Linked DNA regions of Mus musculus: region 1 is linked to region 2. A link is a contact called in public Hi-C data. All regions are on one chromosome and are shown on one strand. Each heading gives the region's core, a stretch centred on a gene start, on an enhancer-like site or on the middle of the called end of the contact. The rest is flanking DNA. Distances are from core to core; before and after follow the strand shown.

What was found. Hi-C and Micro-C count contacts between places; a contact is called where the count stands out from the background.
Region 1: a Hi-C map of liver shows a contact between it and region 2, with 2.0 times the contacts expected there. The contact joins two enhancer-like sites. A contact is called at or near these places in 1 of 15 datasets of contacts at CTCF or cohesin (the NIH/3T3 cell line), 3 of 484 Hi-C or Micro-C datasets (the AML12 cell line, liver and trophoblast stem cells), 1 of 115 datasets of contacts at active chromatin or transcription factors (embryonic stem cells) and 1 of 9 other capture datasets (embryonic stem cells).

What each region holds. Positions count from the first base shown.
Region 1 is chr17:30,111,077-30,116,316 of GRCm38.p6, forward strand. The region is part of intron 2 of Zfand3 (zinc finger, AN1-type domain 3); the gene reads left to right. Among named protein-coding and RNA genes, the nearest start is that of Zfand3, 110 kb to the left of the region's middle. Within about 2 kb of position 2,890, at least 8 of the 459 cell types and tissues checked have an H3K27ac peak or open chromatin away from gene starts, as enhancers often do. A contact at or near this core is called in liver, where this site is marked.
Region 2 is chr17:29,924,986-29,930,486 of GRCm38.p6, forward strand. No RefSeq gene overlaps it. Among named protein-coding and RNA genes, the nearest start is that of Gm41559, 38 kb to the left of the region's middle. Within about 2 kb of position 3,901, at least 37 of the 459 cell types and tissues checked have an H3K27ac peak or open chromatin away from gene starts, as enhancers often do. A contact at or near this core is called in liver, where this site is marked.

The DNA of each region.
Region 1 (5,240 bases), core at 1,640-4,139, 190 kb after region 2:
TGCTTCATTCCAGAACTTGCAGCCAGTAATATTTAACAGTTCTGAGCAGCACATATTGGAGGAGTCTCGGGTTAGAAGCTCTCATTAAAGTTGTATATAGCACCCTGCTGAGCTTTACAATTGGTTTTGAAATGAAAATCTGTTAGATTAGAGCAAATATTATCCTAGCTGTGGTGATAAGTAATGTGGAAAAGATTAATGGTTTGTCTGTGAAGCCAGTGAGCATTGAGCCTGCTGCTTCAGTGCCCTGTTTGAAAAGGTTGGGGTGAGAGAGGAATCAGAAGAAAGGAGGATGGTGATTCCACAGCCCCTTCCCCTTGATAACACCAAGGCAGCTTTAAGTTTCAGTTATTCCCACAAGGATAAGGTAGACCCTGGTAGGACCTGGCTCTGTCAGTGGAATTGAAAAGCTGTGCTTCTGTCCTGTCCGCGGATATACTTCCCTTCTTCTCCTCAGGTAGGTGGTGGTCTGTGATCTCTCTCAGGAACAGACACCTGAGGATCATGGGTAAACATGAGCAGCAGCAGAGGGAACGTCTCACTTCCTCACCCATGACACACACCACATTGGAGGTGATGGGGATGCCGGCACCACCTAAGATTTCACTCCACAGAGCTGCCAAGGGCGGCCCTTGATTCCTCCGTCCAGTTACAAGCACTCTGTTCTCTGAGACCATCTGTTGAAGCAAGGAGAGTAGCGTCCACACTGTTGAGTGCAGTGTGCCCTGGCAGAGCAGGGTGGTTTTGGCATTTGGTGAGCCCTCAGCACCTGTACAGCATAGTGGACTTAGGACAGTGTCCCCACCTTCCTGACCTTGGCATTTGGAAGTTAAGTATCTCCTTAACAACACTAAATTAATTAATTAATTAATTAATTTATGTTAGATTTCTTAAAGTATGACATCCTGTAAGCTCTTATTCAAAGTTTTCTGTATCAGCAGCACCCTCCCCCCCCAGGATCTTGTTAGAGAAATGCAGGTCAGACCCGGTCACTGACCTGTGACATAAGTCAAGGAGAACCAGCATTTAGCCGAGACCATAGAATTACTGCAGGTCAGAGTTTGAGAAGCTCTGTGGTGAGCCACACTTGCTTTTTTGAAATAAGCATCAATGTATTTTTCTTTTTGTCCAAAGCAAACAAGAAGGCTGTTAAGAAAACAGAAGGAGAAGCTTCTGATTGTGAGTTTAGTGTCAGTGCAGCTCTGTGCTGCTCGGGACTGCGTCTCCTCCTTCATGGAGATGCTGCTTATAGATGCAGTTACTTCTCCCTACGCCTACAGCACACACAGGCCAGCTCTTTGCAGGCATTTAAGAAACAACAGCTACTATCTATTAAGTGTTTTATTGTGTTCCAGACACTATACTAAATTTATAAAGTAATTTACCTTACCTGATGGTGATGATAGTGATGGATGTCCATCTTTTCCTGTAAAGACTACCACCTACCTCATTGGAGACATCATCTGTCTTTGGCCTAGAGTTTACCAATAGGCTACACTGGATTTCGGGCAAACTTCAAGGGCCCTCCCCTCTCTGCTTCTGTAGTATTGGCCTTAAAAGTGTGGCAATCACAAACACGTACCACCACATCTAGCATTTTTTAATGTGGTTTCTGCGGATTGAACTCAGGTCTTCACTTTACCAATTGAGCTTTTCCTCAATTGAGCTTTCCCCCCCTCTCTTTTTTTTTTAAAAATGAGGAAGTAGACCCAGAGAACTTAAAGGAACTTTGTTAGTTCACTTAGCTCCTAAATCTTAATGAAATGCAGAGTGGTTTGTTTGAATGTAAAGACTAAGTAGCTTGCATTTCTTTCCCTCAGCCTGTTTCTACTGGCAAGCACAGAGTGCACACTTTTCATTGACTTGGACTGAGCAACTTTAGGACCGCTTGGTGCTTTGGTCCTATTGGACAAAGCATGTTTTGATAATAGGAGATGAGCGTTCTGGTGTAGCTCTGCCCCTGACTGTCTGGTGTCTCTTGCCCTTGGTTGCCCTGCAGATAGGTGTGTCTCCTTCCACAGAGTATGATTTGCAGGACATGTTATCTGTACCACCAAACACTCAGCATGAGTCTGTAAAGCAAGGAGGCTTTACAGATGAGACAGTCAGATGCTGAGCAGAGGTTGGGGGATTCTTCATTGTTTTTATTCAGAAAACTTGACTGGCGAGGGACCTGTGCTTGTGTGTGAGGCGTATTTTAAGGCAGACATCCCTCTCTTTGTTGGGAATAGTGGATCTGATTGACGCATCAGTCACTGTTGTCAGTTACAGTTTAGTACTTTAAAAAGTCATGAAAACAGAGGTACACGAAGTGACACATATGTTAATGAGCTTGATTTAGCCATAGCATAGTACCTATTTTAGAATAACATTGTGTATGATAAAATACGTAACTTTCTCAATTTAAAATATTCAGAAAAAAATTGAAAAGTTTTACAGTGTATACTAGGCAACAAGGAAGCACTTTGGCAAGAAAAAAAAATAACCAAAGAGTAAGATCTGTTTCATATACTTATAGGAAAAATGTCATTGCTTGTGAAAAATAAGAATTAGGTCAGGACAAAATATAGCTTCAGTGTTTTAAGTAAGTGGTAGCTGCACTTGCTCTCTGCCCAGGCTTTGGTCTCTAGTATGTGTTCTCACTAGTAAGCGTCTCCATCAATACAGCAAAAGAAAAACTTTTTAGAGTTTTCATGATATTCACCAGTTGAAGACATCGTTATAATAATATGCCTTTTCCAAAAATTCATTGCTCAACCTGGTAGTTCTGCTAAAGCGAATGTGTACCCAAAAGAATTGAACCCTAAGTAGGATACGTGACTAAGTATGTGTGTGTCACTTTTAGCTCGGGGCTTCTGGGCCTTATTTCTGAATTGCGTGGTATCTTCAGCAATAGGGACTTAACTTTCACCCCTGGCTGAGGGTAACCTAGGGCAATCAATAGCAGGGGGCCGTGTGCTAGACAGCTCTGGCCAACAACTCAAAAGAGGGCTTCTCATGGTTGGTCCTGGGAATTTTGGTAGGTGGTCTTGAACTTTTGGAGGGAGTGCTGTCAGCCTAGATGAGAAAAGTTCAATAAAATTATAAATATGTATTTGTACAATGAGTTATGGCACATTTTGTTTTCTATGGCAGTATTCATAGCGGATCAAACTCTGCTCACGTTTAGACTGTGCTGTGAGTGGACTGTCTTTGTTTTCTGTTCTCTCTAGAAGCCTTCAGAGAAGGTTTAGTTAATCACAGGGCACAATTTTTGTGACATTTTACTTGTGGTACCTAGCACAATAATTAAAATATATTGCTTGGCTATTGAAACAATATTTTTTTTATTACAGAGTTAAAACTGTCGTCTGGAAAGAAACTCTATTATTTAAAAATGAATATTATTTGGTAAATAACTTAAAATTTAAAAGAATAGCTTCAAATGGAAGGATATTGATACATTGCTTTGTGGATCAGTTTTCTGACCTTTTGTCCTCTTGGATCTGAAAGACCATTAATACAAAGTTGAACTTGTGGGAAAATGACAAGAATTTCCTCTTAAGTTCTTGTTTTTGGGCAGGCTTGCATTTACCTGTGTAGTTTTGTATGTTGTTACTTTTGATGGAACACAAATGTTGCAATTACTCTACAGTGTTTTTATTCAGTAGAGAAGTGTTACCTTTTCTCTGTGCAAGCTAGAGATGTTTGAGGGTAAGAATAACCCAGCGCGTAGGGGAGGGAGGTATCCAGTGTGACTGACCTAAGAGATTTTTGCTAAATTGCTTTCCTGAAGGTTGGATCTTACTGTGAAATGTGCACCCAGCCCTTTTGTAGCCCTTTGTATTTTTGTATTTCTTCCTGGGCCCAGAGGAACATCAAGGGAGTTTTTGTGAAGCCAGCAGAGGGCGCATATCTGATGCTCTTGTACTTGAAAACAGGACTGAGTGAATTTTTTTGAAGCAACTTGAAAACAGGACTGAGTGTATTTTTAAGGGTTCTTCATCAAAGCTCCTCCCTTCCCTCAACATTCTTTTTTTTTTTTTAAATTGTGATTTAAAAAAACCATTGTGAAATAAAATCAGATGAAAAAATGTTTTAAAGGATTTGTTGTCAAATCTGACAGTTGGTTTTCTCCCTAAGTTGGAGAACATCAATTTAGAGACAAGCATCTTACTGGGTAGCCCTGGCTAGCCTGGAATTTGTTATGTAAACCAGTCTTGACTTCAAACTCATAGATATCCACCTGCCTCTGCCTCCCTAGTGCTAAGATTAAAAATGTGCACTACCACTCCAGGTCTGTGATCTAGACATTTTTAAAGAAAGAGTGAAATTGAACAAAAATTGTGGCTTATTCAAGTGGTATTTATTTTATATTTATGACATTTAATTAAAGAAGGGTAACTGCTTTTAACCATTTTAAATTAAATTATAGTAATGACTGTGCTTTAGTTCATGTTATGAATTTGAAGTTCAAACGGTATAGGGAACAAAGTTACAATTCTGAATCTTATTCTCTTTTTAAATTTTTTTTCCCCTTTATGTGTTGTGTGTTGGCTCAGGTGTCATTTTAGGAGCTTTGACCTACTTCCCCTGAGACAAGATCTCTCTCTGGCCTGGGCCTCACTGTCTCTGTCTCCCAGTGCTGGGGTTACAGGGTGTGGCCTCCCAGCTGCCGTTCCCTGTGGATTTCTGGTTCTAGGATTGGACTCAGCATCCTGTGCTTGTGATGCCCATGGATCTTGTGCTGTTAAAGGGAACCAAGTGCAGTGGTGGGGCTTGTTACACTGTTCAAGCAGATCTGCCCTTAACCCCCACTGAGTCTTTCTTAACCTGTCTTCTCCAGAGCGGGGGAAGAGTTTCTGGCATAGAGAAATTTAACCCTCTTTTAACCTTATAAAAGCGTTAAAAAACCCCATTAATGCTTATTTCAACCCAGAAGTGCTTGCTTTCTGGGTGTCTTAGGGTTTTCGTTGTTGTGAAGAGATACCATGACCATAGCAATCCTTATAAAAGGGCAACATTAAATCAAGCTAGCTCACAGTTTCAGAAGTTTAGGCCATTGTCATCTGGTGGGATGCATGTCTGCATGCAGCAGACTCGGTGCTGGAGGAGCTGAGAGGTCGTCTACATGTTGACCCGAAGGCAGCCAGGAGGAGGCTCTGGATCACACTGGCCAGACTTGAGCGTAGATATTTGAGACCCCAAAACCCCGCCTCCACAGTGACACACTTTCTCTAACAAGGCTGCACTTCTCCACT
Region 2 (5,501 bases), core at 2,651-5,150:
CCCCCCAGTCAGGATTGGGAGGGTAGATGGGAGGGAGACCCAGTCAGAGACAGAGATCCTGCAGGGAATGAGCATCCTGCAAGATCCGCGGTGTATTCAGTGGTGGGATGTGTGGGAGGCAGAGCCAGCCGCTAGCTGGAAGTCCTTGGATTGGCAGGGTGTGTTGGGGGCAGATGTGATAGCCACACTTTTTGATTGAAGGTCTTAGATAATGGTGGTGCCCGTTGAAAGTGTAGAGATCAGAGAAGGATAATTTAATCCTCAGAATAAGAGTCTGACAAATTGAAAAGGACAAATTGAGTTGGAATTTCCAGCAAGGGAACCTTGAGGAAGGTGTCCGGGACCCAAGGAGAACTACAGCCCGGAGTACTTTCGGGAAGAACGAATCGGAGTTAGGAACTGTTTGGAAGATGTCTTCTGGTGGATAAAGCCTAGAAAGCAAGCCAGGCATGGTGATGGTGCATCCCTGTGATCCCAGCACTTGGGAGGTGGAGGCGCTTCATGGACAGGAAGTTCAAGGTCAGCTTCAGTTACTTAGTGAGTTTGGTACCAGCCTGGGCTACAAGAGACTGTCTGAAAAACAAAAACAAAGCAAAAATAAAAACAAAACCAAGCAAAGAGAACAGAGGAGATCACCAAAGTGTGAACCGAGAGTTCAGTCCCAGGGGCCCCTGTGGCTAAGAGAAGACAAGAAAAGGCAGCTGGTGGAGGAGATGAAGGAGGAGCCCAAATGACACAAGGTTGAGTCCAGCCCCTGCCAAGTGGAGAAAACAGAGCTTCAGGAAGGCAGGAGACGGTTGCACAAAAATGGAGCAGGGCCAGCTCAGCACCCTGCACCGAAGTTGCCAAGTTGCCGGCTACCCACAGTGGGGGTGGGGCACCCCATCTATTCCCTGCAGATTGGCCAATGAGAGCAGCTTGATTCTTTTAATATAAAGTCCGTTTTTAAATTCTTTTGTGGTGTTTAAATGATTTATTTTTAATGCCTCTAGTCGCACAGTCTCACCTCTTTGACAGAGAAATCTTTCTAAATTAACGTCTCATTATTTCTCGCCCTAACAAAGGCTTCTCGATGACAGGTGTTCCTTGACAACGTGTGCACAGGACTGCTCATTTGCAAGTCAGGAGCGCGAGGCCACGCATGTGCACACGTGCCCACGCACACGTGCATCCATCAGTGTGCCTGCGCCAAGGATCCAGGCCCTAGCAGGCCAGGTCAGGGCTCTGATTTGTTCCTGAGCACATTACTTCGAGGCAAATGCATTACTTCCAGGCAAATGCTTGTCTTGTTTAACTGGTCCTGTTCCCACCAGGTGGTGAGAACCTTGGGTGGGGGTGGGGGTGGGGATGAGGGGACGGAGGAGGGCGGGGCAAAGTCTCCATCACTTTTCTCACCTCCTGACTCAACAGCGCCCCCTGCAGCAAATCTGAGAATGGAGACACCCCAGCACTCCCGGTGTGGGGTGCCTGTGTTTTGCCCCGGGTCTTTAAGGAAGAAAACTGGAGAAAGAAGCCTGTACTCCACGAACCAAATAGCAACTGTAGAGCCGTGGTTCAGTTTCCGGATACAGCAGCCCTTTTGATCATCCCTTTAGACCCCACTTGCAGGTCCCCAGGTGAATCGCATAAAGGGGAAAGCCCCCTAGGGGCTCTGGGTATAGCTTACTTATCTTCTGAGTGTAGCAACCATTGAGATGCTCAAGCTCTGGTCTGCTGCATTCCCTCAGAAGGAGGGCTAGGGAGGGCCTGTCATTAGACCCTTCTCCGAGTTCAATGACACCTTCCTATACCTTGTGCCTACACCTTCCCAGCTGTAAGTCAGCCCTAGCTGCATGTGGTCTGGGATCTTGGGATGTGAAGGAGACTATATCCTGGGAGGTTAATTGCAGCAAGGGCCCATTTCACCCATGCAGCTATGGGGAGGTGGTCATCCATGCTAGGGTGGGACTTCCTGATGGTGTAGCTGTTTGGAGGTCACCTGTGACCTGTAAGCCCAGTGATATGTTGTCCCACCATGCTGACGCAATTGTTCCTTTTGTGTGTTGGGTTTGGTCGCCACAATCTGCGGTCAGCAGACATTTGTTCCCACCTCCCTTGGGAAAGTCAATGCAACAGTCAGCAATGGTGGATGTATGACGCCCAGAGGTCCATCCACATAAAACAAAGCAGTCACAGCAGCCTTGCCTCTCCATTCCTGCAAGACATAGGTGTGCAAACCTGGAACCAACACCCAGAAATCTTCATTCACCTCTGTGCAGGACAGTGCCCCAAGTGGCCTTAGATCCACCCATGCCCACTTTCTTCCACGTGACTCTCAAGAATGCACACACGCAGGATATGTTGTGTCTGCATCCTGCTGACAAGAGCAATGGCCAGGGTGTACAAAACAGCTCATTTGCAAGTCAGGAGTGAGGTCAAGTGGGGTGGGGGGGGGCACATACCTGTATATACATAGACATGTAGGTGCCGAGGATCAGGCCACACACTACTTTAATAGTGATGCTTATTTGTTATAGATAGTTGTATAACCTGCCCAGATTCAGCAGCTGTGGGCCCCTGTGGTCTGGGCAAAGTGTGATCTTCCAGCACCGTATGAGTTCTCCAGACCCTCCCAAGAGCAGATGTCCATCAGGGCTTTAGTCTCTTGTGTATTATTACCCCTGCTGTCTGTTTCCCAGGGTCTTCCTGTTATGCTGCAGGTAGGCCTTGCATAGAAGAGACCCTATCCCCCCCCCCCCCAGCTCTCCACAAAGCCACGCCTCTTTAACCCTCTGCTACCTGTCTGTGAGTAACAAACCTACTTCATGTAACTTCCTGCGAGTGTGAGCATGTGAGCATTTGTCCCAGCTGACTGAGCACATACCAGCATGCTATGGCCGCCTTTATTCCCCATCTCTGTCTGATTCTTCTCCTCTGGACCCTACAGATTTCAACACCCAGCCAAACTACCCTCCATTCTGAAAATAATGATGCTCGATATCTACCTCAGACCTCCACAAAGGAGCTCATTAAACTTCCGGACAGCCCCAAGAGGCAGAGACTCTGATTACCCATGCCTCATTTTACAGGGAGATCGCTACTGTTTCAGGAGCTGTTTTAAAGAGATACCAGTACTAACAAGAGTGGTTACAGAGAATTGGGGAGACATCGGGTGACGTGTAGAAAGTGGGCGGCGAGCTCATAAGAGCTCATTATCCCAATGGTTTCTGCCCACGTGGGAAATTTTTCTTAATTAAAGGTAAATTTGTGAAAATAAATAAATAAAGAGTCAGATTCTGGTCCAGTGGATGCGCTCACTTGGAGGATAGTTTCATCTCTCTAGGATTAAATGAGGTAATTTATGTAAAGAATGGAGCAATTTCTCTGCTGGGGATGTGTGTATGGCTTAGGGGTTCAGTGCTTGCCTGGATTATGCAGAGCCCTGGGTTTCATCCCTGGAACCATAAAAACATAAACTGGGCATAATGGTGCACACCTTTAGCCCCAGCACTTGGGAAGCAGAGGCAATCGGATCTCTGAGTTCAAGGCCAGCCTGGTCTAGAGAGTGAGTTCCAGGATAGTTAGGGCTACACACAGAAACTGTGTCAATAAAACAAAACAACAAAGACATAAACAAATAAACAAACTGAAAGTGACTGGTTCGCTATTGTTGATGCTGTTGTTATTATTATTACTACTACCGTGTAAAGCATGTCTGTCCTGGACTGGCACCCCAAGGTCTCTCTGTTCAGATCCCCCCGCCCCGCCCCCATGGGCCAGCTCCATTCCAGAGGCACCCCAACCTGTCTCACCTGTACCGGGGAGCCACCCCAGCACAAATATCCGCCTCCCTACAGTAAGCACTCCGTCTGGATCAGCCAGACACAGAACTGTGCCAGTCACCTACACCACTTGCCCCAGACACTGGGGCGGAGGCTCCCCTGCCAGTCCCGCCTGCCACTCCCAGCCGCCCACGGCAGAGGGCGGCCTCCCCGGCTCTAATTTTAACCCCGAGGAAGGTGCCAATCGCTCATTTTCAAAGCTGTTTCAAAGTGACTCTGATAAGCAAATTGCTGGCAGCCCTGGCGGGTGATTATTCCTGCATTAATCAGGGGGAAATTATGCCAGTTACTGATTAACTAATTACGGCAATCAGATCGGCTGGGAGAGCAGGGCAGAGGGAGCGGGCCAAGGTAAACAACCCGGAAAGGTGAGGCAGGCTCTCCCTGGGCTGGAGACAGGACAGGGACAAGCCACCTCTTCTCCTTCAACTACTACCCTAGTACTCCCGCCAGGTAGTCCCTGAGGCAGAAGCTGGGTGACTAGTTCAGTGAAGGAAGCCAGGCCCATGAAGGAGAAGTTATGTTTTCCATGGGTGTGTCTCCATCTCCCATAGAATGTGTGTTCTATAGGCTCTGGCCTTCAGGAGGCCATGTCTGATGGAGGAAGGTTTGGGGTGAAGAGGCGCGAGCACCAGCCCATCTATAGAAGAGGCTGCACGCTGTGAAGACCTCTCTTCACTGGCTCCCTCCCCACCCTACATGGAGGGACCCAAGAGAAGGAGCTCAGCCGTCTCCCCCCTCCCCGCAACCTCACAATCCCAGTGTTGAGGTGAGGCCTAGTGGGTGCTCCACAACCTTTGGTGTTAACCTCCTGCCCTCCTGCTTCCAGATGGCTCATCTGTGTGATGGGGGGAGAGGGGCAGGCATGTCTCCGGCTAGAGCCTGCTCAACAGCATTCTGACTGCCCACTCAGCCCATTCCTATGCCCCTGAATGAGAGAGGCTGGGCACTACAGAAGCCTAGGGGCACTTCCAGTGGCCTAATTTGGGAGAGCTATGGGGGGTGAGGTGAGGTTGCTCTCTGACTCCTCAGGAGGGTAGGACGAGACCTGGTACTGCTCTTCACAGTGGGTTGTACAGGGTCCCCACGCTCAGGTGTGAATCTCCCTCCTCCAGTAACACTCCTAAGCATGCTCCCCTGCTCTTTGGTGCGGGGAGGGCTGTCCAGCTCTGGGAATGGTGCCCCTAATAAAAGGTATTCACTTTTCCGGTGTTTGGCAGTCACCAGCTCCCTGTTCTTGTGGCCAGGTAGATACAGCAGCAGGCTGAATTCCAGGAAGTAAGCCTGCTGGGGGCCAAAGGAGTGAGCTCTTTGACCAAATGGGACCTTTGGGTCTGGGCGAGCTGTAAGCCTCGAAGGCAGGATGGGCTGCTCCTATTTGAATGATTTTGCAGATTGGAAAAGGCCTTCCGTTCCTCACCCCCTCCTCCTCCTCCCCTTCCTCCTTCTCTCCTTCCTCCCTTTCTCCCATCCTCCTCTCCTTCCATTCTTCCCCCTCCTCCTCTTTCCTTCCTTCCTTCCTTCCTTCCTTCCTTCCTTCCTTCCCTCCTTCCTTCCTTCCTTCCCTCTTCTTCCTCTTTCTTCCCTTCCTCCTCTCTTTCCTTTCCTCTTTCTCTCCCTCTTCCCCCTCCTAGCTCTTCTTCTCTTTCTCCTTCCCCTCCTTCCTCCCTCTCTTCCATC